Linked DNA regions of Danio rerio: regions 2 and 3 are each linked to region 1. Evidence: chromatin contacts called from public Hi-C and Micro-C data. All regions are on one chromosome and are shown on one strand. The core of a region is the stretch at or near the end of the contact, and the rest is flanking DNA. Distances in the headings are between cores, read along the strand shown. Region 1 holds the start of agtpbp1 (ATP/GTP binding carboxypeptidase 1). Region 2 holds the start of entpd4 (ectonucleoside triphosphate diphosphohydrolase 4). Region 3 holds the start of rmi1 (RMI1, RecQ mediated genome instability 1, homolog (S. cerevisiae)).

Region 1 (4,710 bases), core at 566-3,065:
TTCATTCATTTTTCAGCAGTGAAAACTCCTAAGATGGTTCCAATATTTTTACTAAGGTAAAGTTGGTTTTATATTTGCACAATTTTTTTTTTAACCGTGACAACTTATGACACTAGAGCCATAATATTATTATTGAGGTAAAGTTTGTTTTATATTTGTACATTCGTTCTTTTTCTAACATCCCTCTCCGCACCACCTACACTCATCAATGCTACCAAGCTGACCAGTCACAGAGCTTGCGCTATGCATTGTCGCAACATGTAGTTACATTTTTTGAGAAGTCAGCATCGGCATAAGTCATAGCTAGGGGTATGCGAATGCGTGACGGCTGCGCCAGGTCATATGCTGCGCTCAACGTAGAAGTGTAGACTGAGCGTGGTCAAGTGACTCCACACACGGTAGTAAAAGTAATTTAAAAAATGGATACTTGGAAAAATTGATCGATTATAGGTTCTGAATGACAATTACTTTTCGATTATTCGCTCAGCCCTAACTCAGGCCTTTGTTAGCGCAGTTATAAACGCCTGACAGGCTTATCGGCAATCTGACATGAAGCAGAGCACCATTATTAAGACCGAAAGGCTTTATTCGGCAAAAACAACCATTCTGGATGTACTTTATCTCGCTTACTACATGGATACTTGTCACAAAATATAAACATGAGACTCAAAACAATGTTTTGTGCCATAATAGTTTATTATTCTTTAATTAAAATCAAATCTGACATCTACGAAAATGGCTGAATGGAGTATACTCTAACCTGCGCATTGTTCAGTCACAAGATGGCACCAAACATGCCATTGGCTACATTTACATGCACCCAAATAATCCGTTGGTAGTCGAATTGATGGTTAAATTGGATTAGAAAAACGTTACTAAACACATGATCAGATTTTATTTATATTCGCACATTCGTTTATTTCCTAACAGAGACAACTTGTGACACAGTCCCTATAATGTTATTGAGGTAAAGTTGGTTTTATATTCGCACATTCGTTAATTTTAAACAGTGACAACTTATATTTTACCATGCTACTTTGAATATTCGGTTTGAAATCGCATGCAAGAAGGACTTCAAAACAACGTTAGCACTATTTACCTGACTGTAAAAATGTTTTTATTTTGAAAATATATTAAATAGTATAATGTAGGCTGCATTTTTAGGCATTAACCCTTGTTTATTTAGTATGCAAATTATCAAGGCCTACTTGACAGCCTTTAGAGAAAGCAAAATCTACTGAGCTTCAAGTCTAGATCATATTTTATTTGGCACAATAGCCTATCCATTAAAATAGACATTATTTTTAAGCATCAAACCACAGAGAGCTACCAAAGTAAACAATATATTTTGAGTATCAGAGGTTTTCTATCCACACAGAAAGCATTTTTTGACATGAAAGCCAATTGGGCTGACTAACCTAGACTGCCATTTTAGGACATGCTGTCTACGTAGGGAGCTAGTTATGTGTTAAGCCACGGCCAGTGTGCATGTACAATTGAAATGAATATAAATGAAGTTGTCAGAAGAAGCAGGGCGTACATTACAGTCAGTAGCAGGTCAGAGAAGGACCAATGAATTGCACTGTCATTATCAAATATCAAGTTGCTAAAAGGTCCAGTCATGGTCATGTCAGATCCACCTGTCCTACAGAGAAAGCTCTACTGTTAGCACAGATCCGCTAACGGGACAGCTGATCTCTGTCACTGGCAGAGCATGAGCAAAACAGCAGAGCAGAAATAAAAATACATGCGTTTACCAACCTTTAAAGCATGTGAGACCTGCGCCATCTGAACTCCTTACAGTGCGTTCTCTTGGCAACACACACACACAAGCGCCCTGGTGGTATTATTATTTACCCAAACCCCCAACAGAACACAACACACTCGGAAGTGAGGGCGAGTCCCGCAACAGAGCTGGCGCAGAGTGCATGATCTGCATACCATGGGTCATATCAGAGTGTGATGCACAGATGGTTTACAGATCAGCGTCCGCACGCAGCTCGTTTTTCTTTGATCGTGACGTAACGTAACGTCGTAACGTAAAAGTCATTTATTTATTTATTTATTTTTAGTTTTTTTAAAATCATTTATTGTTGGAAGGCTTTTATAATGTCTCTTTGTTTAATTGTCATTGTTATTTCATTCATTTATTTAATTTTGTCTGTTAAAATGTATTTTTAAAGATAATGATAATCACAATATTAATAATGATCAATATTTGTTATTATTATTATTCTGTCCGTTTAAAATGTATTTTATATTTTATAATAATATTAACTATAATAACAATAATACTCAATAATAATAATAATAATAATAATAATAATAATAATAATAATAATAATAATTATTATTATTATTATTATTATTATTATTATTATTATCATTATTTTTACTTTCTGTCTGGGAGTATGTTATTTGTATGCATATCTATGATTATAGTTTTTTCTTATGTTGACTGTGTATGTTAAAGACCTTTTTTTTAAAGATCTGTGCATGATCCATTGGATTTTATTCTGATGTTCCTGTCAATTCATGTCATGTTCCTGTCTGATATCAATTCAATACACCCATTTTTGCTAAATTGCTTCATTTAATACATTTTTATTTAATAAATAAATGGGTTCATTTGACTTTTGTGAATTTTGATGTTTGATATGAATTTGATTTTCATCTTATATCACATTAAATATATTTCCATAGTTCATGTAACTTACTGATGAATTTACATTTTTTATATTTATGTTAATAAATATTTATGTTTATTTAGATTTATGTTGTTCTAGCTAAAGTACAACATAAAAGTTCATGCAAATGTACGTTTTGTTTTGTGGTTTTTATTGATTGACTGGAACTCATTAAACATAATTTAATTATTAAAGTGATTCAGTAATATTTTACCCAGGAAAAAATAACTGGTTTTATTAGTTTTCTTGTATATATATTCCCATTTTACCATATTTTCCCTAGACTGTACTGAACTTCATGTCCCAGGATGCTCTTCACAGCGTGATGTCATTCACCGGCGTCCGCTGCGGCAGCGCTGACTGTTTCCATCAACACAGAAAGACTGACAATCAAAAGGTACTGTATACATTCACCTTTTGCCAGTAATTTTGCAAGCAAATAAATATTTTAAACATTGTAAATAATAATGAAACGTAAATAAACATTCGGCAGCAATTATATGTTTTAGGGGTTAGCAAATATCGCTGCTCGCTAAGACATTTGACTATCGGTTGCCACTTTCATGATGGTTCTGTATTTAAACCATTTTCAGTCTTGTAATACTTATGCAATTATTTCTACAAAACGTTTCGACAACGATTCGTTGTTGTCGTATTGTGATCTTGAACGAAACAGTCTAGTCCATAAATATCTTAAACAGCACAGTTTACCCAGTAAAAACACTTGAGTATATTTTTAGAGGTCTGACTGTAGCTTGAAAAGATACCAAATTTGGAAAAAATTCTTTGTTCAAGATCTAAAGAACTTCCAGTTACATAAAACCCCCAATAAATGCAGGTTAGGTTCACTACTTTATAAATTTTACTTTATAAATAGTGATTAAAGGGACAGTTCACCCAAAACTCTATAATAATTTGTAATATTTGTGTAATAATTTACTCCCCTAAACTTGTTCCAAACAAGTTTTTCTTATGTTGAACCAAAAAAAGGAAGGTAACCATTGACTTTCAAATATATATATATATATATATATATATATATATATATATATATATATATATATATATATATATATATATTATATTATGGAGGTCAATGGTTACCTGTTTTCAGCATTCTTCAAAATATCTTCTTTTGTGTTTGGATTAGAAAAAACTCTTAAAGTTTTGGTTCCACTTAAAGGGCACCTTTGATGAAAATCATCTTTTGGAAGCTGTTTGGACAGAACTGTGTATAGTTTGGTGTGTCTACAGTCATATTGGGGTGATACAATAAGTCTCTTTTATTTTTTGTTTGTTAAGATAGGACGTCCCCAAATCCCTCCTATTGTGAGGCCCACTGCAACGTGACATAGGAGTGCGGTTTCCCTGCCCACAGAATTGATTGACATTTGTATATTAACCTGTCTCCGTAGTAACGCATATAATCATATCAACAAGACATGCGTAAATCAACTGGGATTAAAAGATCTGTTCAGCACTCTGATCATCAATCATCATCAAATGTGATCAAGAATGAGTTTAAGTAATAAGTTTAAAATGTTTTTAAAACAGTTCATGTGTGTAATGCTTTACTGCGATTTAACCACCACAGCTGCATGTCAGTAAGATTATAAAATAATTCCTGTTTGTGGACATTAAATCAGGTTTATTTTGTACATTAACATCATGGATATCCATACAGCTGTGGATATTAACGTGTATCCTGTCACAGTTGCCATGCAAAAACAGTGCAAAAGTAAATGCGCGCTGTGTGTGTGCGTGGACTTTGTAATGACATAGTGTGTGACTCATCATTGCAGAAAGGCTTGAATTAATGCCACAGCAAATACATAAAATAATCATTGGTTACATTCTTCCTGTAGTATTTCCCACAAACATTACGTGAGATCTGCTTCCTTCATTTCTGTCACTGTGCTGTTTATCTGACGCAGCCGAGGTGGAGATTGAGGCACACTCTTACAGGCACATGGGAACGGTGGGCAGGGATACCAGCATTAAAGGCACAGGCCACAAACACAGC
Region 2 (4,710 bases), core at 1,412-3,911, 230 kb after region 1:
AAATTCATGTAGCTACACCGTGTGAATATTGAACTTGTGACTGTATGGTTGTTTCTTGTTGAATGTGTGGCAAATTGTGAAATCCTTGTCTAAAGCCAAACATATCTATCGCTGTTTCATCACAGCAGATGTTTCCTGATCTTCTATTACATTTCTCAATTATGTTATGATTGTGAAAGCGTCGAGTGATTTCTTCATGGTGTATTAACAAACTGTTTTGCCCTAATCAATGATCAAAATATTGCATATAAAAGTCTTTCTCACTGTGTTTTCTGTGGTGTCAAATGTAAATAAACAATGTTAAACTACAATATGTATGTTTTCTATTAGTTATTCATTTGCAGCCATATAAAGTAAACCCAGAGATCTTAGGACAGGGGTGTCAAAACTCGGTCCTTGGGGGCTGGTTACTGCATAATTTAGCTCCATCTTCCTTTAACACACCAGCCTGGAAGTTTATAGTATACCTAGAAAGAGCTTGATTATCTTGTTCAGGTGTGTTTAATTGGGGTTGGAATTAAAATATGCAGGACACCGGCCCTCCAGGACCAAGTTTGGACACCCATGGCTGCGTCCGAAACCGCATGCTTCTATACTATATAGTACGCTAAATCAGTATGCGAGCCGGGTATGTCCGAGTTCATAGAATTTGAAAATCAGTATGAGAAGTACCCGGATGACTTACTACTTCAGGCGAGATTTTGGAATGGCAATCCCATACATGCTGCGCTATCCCATGATGCACCGCGAGCGAATTCATGAATGGAAGTGAGGCGACGCAACTGACGCAGGTAGGTCTAGTGACCATAACAAAATGGCGGATGTAGTACGTCCGAATTCCATTCATACTTTTCACATTCATACTGTATAGAACGTACTTTTCTAACGGCCGAGTAGTACGTTTAAACTCAAATGCACTACATACTGAGTAGTAGGCGGTTTCGGACGCAGCCCATGTCTTAGGAGAAATTTTAAACCATACAGACTACTCTTAGTTTTTGTTTCCTGAACTTTCGGGAGACTTGGGATGTCTGGAATGACTTCCCTCCCTACTCATAATTCTCTCTTTATATAGCCGTAGGCCTATTACTAGGGCCAGACGGAATCTGCGGACGTTTTTTGCTATTTCTGGGGAGAATTTTGGTAAAAATCTGCGGATTTCTGCGGAATTATTTTGGGAGTATCCAGTGGAGTATCATAACTTACACATTAATATATTAAATAAAAAGTAATAAATTACTGAATAATAACTGAATGAATTCAGATTTACACAATTACTCAAGTAAATAAACAGAATTAATAATCGGCTAAAAATCTGCAGAAATCTGCGGAATTCTGCTAAAAATCTGCGAAATTCTGTGCGCGAAGATTCCGTGTGGGCCTACCTATTACATATCCATAAAACACTGTGATATAACCGGGCTCGGATCGTATCGCTTTCTCACTACAATCGATCCGCTCCAGAGTGTGTTTCAATCAAGCCGATACCACCTCATTCAAGCGATCTCGGAGCGATTATGTTGGCGCGGATCCGAGCCCAAATGGTGGATTCACATATGCCAAACGAACCGCGCTAACTGGGCAAACGAGACAGGTTCCGAAACACAAGTCTAGGTGTGAAAGCACCCTGAGTGTTCTGACTGGCTGAAGTAGACGTCTCATGTCAGTGCGTTCTAGACGTGCACGTGCTTTTTCCGGCAATCTTCCTTCTGCGTTCACAGCATTCTGGCAAATTAACAGTATGTTACAACTTCTCTTTCCGGAAAATAGCTTTTATTTTCAAAAGCCTGTTCACACATATTACAGATCTTTCCGGAAAGGTCTGTTTGTGTGAAAGGGGCTACTGTGTAAAAGGGGCTTTTGGTTGTAGAAGGCTAACATGGTTTTTGGGCCACTGGCTGGGTCCGAAACCACCTACTACTCAGTAGGTACTGCATTTGAATTTAAACGTACTACTCGGCCGTTAGAAAAGTACGTTCTATACAGTATGAATTTGAAAAGTATGAAAGGAATTCGGACGTACTACATTCGGCATTTTGTCATGGTCACGTGACCTACCTTCATCAGTTGCGTCGCTTCATTCGCATTTATGAAATCTCTCGCGGGCATGCATAGGATGCGCACTTCAGAATCTTGCCAAAAGTATCAAGTCATCTGGGTACTTCTCACATAATAATTTTTCGAATTCCATGAATTCAGACATACTACTCGGCTCACATACTAATTCATTTAATCTAATAGTTCACTAATTTATTCTCTCATACATCAGATCCTTTTTAATCCCATCTTAAATTCTTGAAATTATTTAATATTTAGATTTTTTTAAGTGTGTGTTTATTAATATGTATTTATGTATGTATCATAGCATCCTTGCATAAAATTATTATAAATAAAATTCCAAATTATCTCTTACATTTTTAAAATCCTTTCTGAAAGTCTTCATATCACCATTGTGTTTAGCTTTTCTTTTATTCTTTCAGGAAACAGGATTGTAAAAAAAAAAAGTATTTGTTGTAGTCTCCCATTCACTGCGCAAGTTTACCCAACTATGACGACTTCTGCTACTGAGAAACCCGGAAATGCGAAAAGGGCACAATGACGTCAGAGCAGCAGTGTACACGCAGGCGCAAGTTTCCGGCATTAAGGCGCATGCGCACAAGCAGTCTGAACTGTAGCTCGGTAACTACCGGGAATTAGCGGCTTTTCTCCACCAAATTTGAACCACCGACGCTACCGGAGGAATTAAAAACCCGCATAGATGTGTTCACTGAGAGGATTTCAATTCTTGTCCTGAATTCACAAATCTCCGAGGATGGGTCTTAAATGAGGGCATCCGTCCCAGATGTAGCCGAACGGTGAGAGCATATGCCTGCGTTCACACACATATTCTAAATACTCAACCGATAAACACACCTGACAGCGTTTTAGTCAGGACAGTCTACCTCTACATAACCTTAAAAACATATGTCAGTGAAAACGTGATATTCGTTTATCAATGAAGCTGTTCTCGGCCTGGGAAGCGCACAGCTGATTATTAAACGTTAACAACGGTCGTGTTTCAAAAGCTAGCGAGCTTCCCTACCTAGACAGCATCTTAAGATCTCAAATTATGCGACTCAACGTGGTTTTAGAAGGACAAGAATGTAACCCATGTAGGCTACAGACTGAGGTAAAGTTCGTTTTATTCATTCGGACTTTACTTTTTATGAATATAATTTCAGAAAAGTAACGTTATTGTTTGTAAACGCTACGTCATATAGTGAGGTAATATTAGCAGTCATCGACTAGTAAAGTACATCATTATTTACAGTTAAATAAGTTGTTTTAATGTTATTCTTAAACGTAATTTCAAACCTAATATTCAAAGTAACACGTTAAACAATATAGGGAGGGTGTCACAAGTTATCACTGAACGAATGTGTGAATGTAAAACCAACTTTACCTCAGGTACTGACTAAATAGTAAACCAACTAGACAAAGTTGAAAGCGTCACACTTTGTTCTCGTTTTTGCTGATTGTTGCTGTTTTTTTTTTTTTTTTTTTTTGCTTCCTCTTGTCAGGACCTGCCACGTCTCCTCGATTCACCTGCACACGTGTGATAGACCCTGATAATGATGCCTGGGGATATGACGTCATGGAGGAATACACCTGGACAGATACAAGGTTGCCAGTAAAGGGTTGATTGGACTCCTCTTCATACACTCCAGCAATGGGAAGGCGAGTACAAAGCTGAATTGAGCCTAAGTTGGCTCTATATTCGCATATTCAGACTTTAATGATGTGTTTTCAGAAAAGCATTCTTAGGAATTTTCTAAATAGGGAAATCATGTTTGCAGTCAATGGACCCTTCTCTAAGCCCCGCCTTCCTTAGTTACTGTTGCTACGCCTGTCAAGCTTTTGTGCCTGGCACAGCTTTTTCAATGTGTGTGCGATATAATGTCATTTTTGGCGAACAGGTGAGATATCCGAGAAAGCCAGACAAAAAAAAGACTGCAGTATGCATCACAGGGTGAATGTTATTTCTATTAAAAGCACATGAAGGTCAGCAAGTCAATAAATTTAGGCATGTAAATATGGTCAAGACAATCTGCTGCAGTTCAAACCGAGCATCAGAATGGAGAAAAAAGGTGGTTTAAGTGACTTTGAATGAGGCATGGTTGCTAGTACCAGACGGGCTGGTCTGAGTATTTCAGAAACTGCTGATCTACTGGGATTTTCACGCACAACCATCTCTAGGGTTTACAGAGAATGGTGCGAAAAAGAGAAAATATCTAGTGATTGGCACTTCTGTGGGTGTAAATGCCTTGTTGATGCCAGTTGTCAGAGGAGAATGGCCAGAATGGTTCAAGTTGATAGAAAGGCAGCAGTAACTCAAATAGCCACTCGATACAACCGAGGTCTGCAGAAGAGCATCTCTGAACACACAACACAACCAACCTTGAGGCGGATGGCCTACAGCATTAAAAGACCACATCGGGTGCCGCTCCTGTCAGCTAAGAACCGGAAACTGAGGATACAATTCACACAGGCTCACCAAAATTGGGTAATAGAAGATTGGAAAAACCTGGCCTAGTCTGATGAGTCTCGATTTCTGCTACAACATTTGGATGGTCGGGTCAGAATTTGGCATCAACAACATGAAAGCATGGATCCATCCTGCCTTGTATCAACAGTTCAGGCTGGTGATGGTGGTGTAATGGTGTGGGGGAT
Region 3 (4,710 bases), core at 1,046-3,545, 170 kb before region 1:
TGGATCCATTATCTATCTACACCTAGTGGAGATGAACAGCCCTCTCTGTCCAAACAAATGCCTAGAGGAAAACACAAATAGCTGAAACGAAAGAGAAAAAATGACGGAACAGGGTGCTGTTTGTATAATCATTTCAGTGATATCATCAGAATGAACATTAGCATTGTTTGGATGTTCAGACCGGGCTCTAAGTTGGACTAAACATCAACAACTCTCCCATATGTTTAGCATGGTGTTGGCCAAGAGAGGGATTCTGATAGAGTAGAAATACACGACACCTTTAAGTATTTTTAAATGGTTAGCTGAAATGGTTTCTGTTCTCAAGCTGGTCAAAGGTTACATTTCTTTAGATTCGGCAAACAGAAGTTGTATGATAAAATATGGGGTCCCTTCCTTAGATGCGTTTGTTAATGATGTCTCTGCAATTTTTTTTGTAATAGAGCAATTCCAGAGTTACAGATGTGACGTTTGCAGTAAAAACTTAAAACATAAATTTACAAAGAAAGTACATGTTAACATTATATTAAAACATCTGTTTATATTTTCCAAAACTAACCAGAGAGTTAAGGAATCAGAAAAATATCAATCTGTAAACAAGTTTTATATTTTAAATGAAAAAAATAAACATGCAATTTTACAGTATACAAAATACTTTTTAGAAATTCCGTGAATTAAACTGCACAACCCAAAAGAAATAAGAGGTGCTCACTATAGAACAAAAAAATTGATGTTTTTTAATTTGACATTCTTGCATTTATGAGGGAAAAGCTTCGTTATGGATGTGACAGATGTGAAATTGGCACTTGTGTGGCTTAAATCAAATATAATTGTTTAAAAAAAACACTGACAGAGACATTTTTGAGTATGCTAAAGTACTGTAAAAAACCTGCTTACATAGAAAACCTAAAAACGGCTTTGCTATTTTGGTGAAGACTTAATGTTTTTCATGGAAAGGTTGGCATTCACATGGAATTGCACAATATTTTTTTCTCCCTCCTTTTTACGCGTCATTCTATTTTGTTTCTTATTCCATTAGTCTGGTTGAGATTTTTTAGATTGTGCTGTATAATTGTTGTATTGCTTGCTAGTGTTTTGATGCATGTTCTAGTGGGTTAATTTTGTTAACATATATACACGGTGTACACTATTGGGTGTTGTTTTCATTAAAATCTTTTATCAAAAAAAAAAACAAGCAAAAATTTGGATGTTAACAATGCATTAAAAATGCTAAACTGTGATTAATAATAATAATAATAATAATAATAAAAGAATGAACAGCGTTTTATGTATTCACCATAATTAGGCAAAGTATTTTAAGAGGAAATGTGAAGAGAAACAAATTAATGCGTTATAAAAAAAACTGAACTGAAACTAAACATTGGTTAATATTCTCTATGGATGCAGAAACGATGAATTAATAGGAAGAATTCAAATTATAGCCAGGTCAAGCTAAAATAAAAACAAACTACTCTTGGGTTGTGTTTCATAATCTGCTGTGCTGCCTATCTGCGTGTAGCATTAACGCATACGTGCTTTTAAACGAGCCAGATATGCTCACAAACTATTCACCAAGTAATATTTACTGTAAGAGGAACTCCATTGTATTTTGAGAACCAAAACTGCTGTTAAATGTAATCAAACTTCGCCATCTTCCTTATCAGCTGCCTGACTGGCTAATTAACAATGAATAGTTTCAGGAAGCTAACGAGCTAACTAAATAGCATAAAGTAACATTACTGTTTTACGAGTAGTAACGTCACTTGTTTTCCGTAGTCTCGTGTTAAATATAGATAACATAGTATTATTAACACAACTAATAACATTACTTTAGTTATGCACAGCGAACTGTGAAAATTATTGAAGATCACGGTTGCTAGCTTGCTTTAGCTAACAGACATGAAGCTAACTACACCGTAAGCAAACATAATTCTAACTGTAAGAATTAATCGTGGGCGCGGGAAAAAATACTGTTAATTTAGAGCATTAATATATTTATTACTAGATTATGCAGTTTTTTATATGTGTAAAGACGATAAAAGAGTTGATTTTTTGTATCGGGAAATGTATCAACATACCTGTTCCTATCGTACTCCCCCTTCGTAACAACAATGACGCACAAAATGTTTCTAACGCCAATAAGGCGCGGGCCAATGAAAGCGCCTCCCTCCACAATATAAACTCATTCTGATTGGTCGAAATCGCTGCATACTCGAAACCTCAGCAAGCGACACGGACAACCATTGGACAAAACCAACGTCAATTTTTTTTATGAACGCCTTCATGATCAGCAAGGCTAGTTTGATCCTTCAGAAAGCGTATGCTTTTTAAAAAAAGTTAATGTATTGAGATAAACGTATTTAAAAAATTAATCACTGAAACTGTTTCACGAGAACATCTTAGCTACAGGTTATTTGAGCAAATCACTCATTAGAGCAAAGTTACGATCTCAAATTCATCCACAGCCTGCCATTTACTGGTAAGATTTCATTTTTTATAATCATAATGCATTTAAAATCTCTATATTAAGCATATTACTTGTTTTGTATGAACTGATAATCTTATGGTTGCTTTAAACTGCACCTGGGCTACATAGAAGCTGTATATTTGATTTAAACGTTAAACTATTCTAACCGGCCACTTTATTAGGTACACCACTCTGGCGCAAATTTCTAATCAGCCAATGACATGGCAGTAGCTCAATGCATGTAGACATGGTGAAGACGATCTGCAGCAGTTCAAAACGAGCATCAGAATGGGGGAAAAAAGGGTGATTTAAGTGACTTGAACGTGGCATGGTTGTTGGTGCCAGATGGATTGGTCTGAGTGTTTCAGAAACTGCTGATCTACTGGGATTTTCATGCATAACCATCTCTAGGGTTTACAGAGAATGGTCAGAAAAATACCAAATATCCTTTGAGCGGCAGTTCTGTGGGGACAATTGCCCTATTGATGTCAGAGGTCAGAGGAGAATGGCCACAGTAACTCAAATAACTATTTGTTACAGCCAAGGTCTGCAGAAAAGCATCTCTGAACACACAACTCGTTCAACCTTGAGGCAGATGCGCTACAGCAGCAGAAGACAACACCAGGTGCCACTCCTGTCAGCTTCGAACCGGAAACCGAGAAACTGAGGCTACAATTCGAACAGGCTCACTAAAATTGGACAATAGAAGACTGGAAAAACGTTGCCTGGTCTGATGAGTATCCATTTTTTGCTGTCACATTCGGATGGTAGGGTCAGAATTTGGCATCAACAGCATGAAAGCATGGATCCATCCTGCCTGGTTTCGATGGTTTAGGCTGGTGGTTAGTACTAATTGAGCATCGTGTCAACGCCACAGCCTACCTGAGTATTGTTGCTGATCATGTTCATCCCTTTATGACCACAATGTTTCCATCTTCTGATGGCTACTTCTAGCAGGATAAAACGCCATGTCATAATATGCAAACATGTATCTATTAAAGTGGCTGGTGAGTGAGCATATATATATATATATATATATATATATATATATATATATATATATATATATATATATATATAATTTTTTTTTCTTTTCGAAAATACTAATTTATCACACTGTTATTGTACAGATCAACTTTAATCAGAATTGTATGTAGAAGCTTTTTTTAATAACTGAATAAAAATGTAAAGAAATTTTAAGTTTTTAGTTCACCCAAAAATGAAAATGTATTTTCCATCATGTGGTTTTAAAATTGTATGAGTTTCTGTCCCATGTTGAATATATTCTAGATATATATATTTAGAATGCATGTGGCCTGCACCCTTTGATTTCCATAGTATTTTTCATTCCTACAAAAGGCAATGGGTGTCAGCAACCAGCATTTTTCAAAATATCTTATTTGTGTTCATCAGTAAAAAGAAACTCAAATGTATTTTTGAACAAGTGAAGGGTGATTCACTGATGACAGAAATTGTCGTTTTTGGGTGAACTATCTCTCTAACGTAAACTGTTGTAATACAAATGTTAAATACCTAAATCTTTACAACACATTTGCCTCTCTCCATGTTTAAAAGATGACTCTCTGGTGTTTGGGAAGGTGAGAGGATGTCAGTGGGTGAAGTCCAGGTAATCCAGGCATGGCTGCGCTCTGAATGGCACATCCAGGTTCCTCCTGCCTGGCTGGATGCGTGTGTAAACTGGATAAAGGAGGAAGTGGACAGGGCATCCATACCCCAATCGCAGCTTAATCAGCGTGTCCTGGAGCAATGGCTTCTGACTGACCTTCGAGATCTAGCCCACCCAGTTCTCCCTGAAAGGATTTCTGAAGCCCAGAAAACAGTACTGAGCAATCGTTGCTGCGTTCAGATGGACTCACTACTAGACGTTAGTCAGCCTGCGTACAATCAGCTGCAGCGCATTCGAGGCACCGACTGCTCCAATGATCAAGTCTCGGCAGTTACGCAAGAAACCCAGAGGCCTTGGGAGGCCAAACCAACACGCATGCTGATGTTGCAGCTCACAGATGGAGTGCAGAATCTGGAGGGCATGGAGTACCGACCCATCCCAGCCCTCAATGCCAACCTTCCACCAGGCACTAAGCTACAGCTAGTCGGCCCAATTGCAGTCCGTCTTGGGGTGTTGCTTTTAAAGGCAGAAAACATTAAGGTTTTGGGTGGAGAGGTGGAACAGCTCTTGGAGATTCACTCTCAGAGCAGAGTGCTTTGTGGGACGCTGGGTTTACCTG

Evidence for each region. Hi-C and Micro-C count contacts between places; a contact is called where the count stands out from the background.
Region 2: a contact with region 1 is called in a Micro-C map of caudal fin, with 8 times the contacts expected there. The contact joins the promoter of entpd4 here to the promoter of agtpbp1 in region 1. A contact is called at or near these places in 2 of 18 Hi-C or Micro-C datasets (caudal fin and hematopoietic stem cells).
Region 3: a contact with region 1 is called in a Hi-C map of hematopoietic stem cells, with 2.8 times the contacts expected there. The contact joins the promoter of rmi1 here to the promoter of agtpbp1 in region 1. A contact is called at or near these places in 2 of 18 Hi-C or Micro-C datasets (hematopoietic stem cells and an unstated tissue).

Annotation. Positions count from the first base shown.
Region 1 is chr8:59,709,889-59,714,598 of GRCz12tu, forward strand. It overlaps agtpbp1 (ATP/GTP binding carboxypeptidase 1), which reads right to left and starts at 1,816. Exons shown (of 26, transcript NM_001024445.2): 1 at 1,762-1,816. It overlaps naa35 (N-alpha-acetyltransferase 35, NatC auxiliary subunit), which reads left to right and starts at 3,036. Exons shown (of 23, transcript NM_199550.1): 1 at 3,036-3,084.
Region 2 is chr8:59,939,058-59,943,767 of GRCz12tu, forward strand. It overlaps entpd4 (ectonucleoside triphosphate diphosphohydrolase 4), which reads left to right and starts at 2,662. Exons shown (of 13, transcript NM_001002419.1): 1 at 2,662-2,855; 2 at 3,561-3,717. The coding sequence starts at 3,710. It overlaps antxr1a (ANTXR cell adhesion molecule 1a), which reads right to left and starts at 2,566. Exons shown (of 19, transcript XM_001332805.10): 1 at 2,414-2,566.
Region 3 is chr8:59,538,561-59,543,270 of GRCz12tu, forward strand. It overlaps rmi1 (RMI1, RecQ mediated genome instability 1, homolog (S. cerevisiae)), which reads left to right and starts at 2,296. Exons shown (of 2, transcript NM_200180.1): 1 at 2,296-2,476; 2 at 4,040-4,710. The coding sequence starts at 4,071. It overlaps hnrnpk (heterogeneous nuclear ribonucleoprotein K), which reads right to left and starts at 2,146. Exons shown (of 16, transcript NM_212994.2): 1 at 2,076-2,146; 2 at 1-61. The coding sequence starts at 9.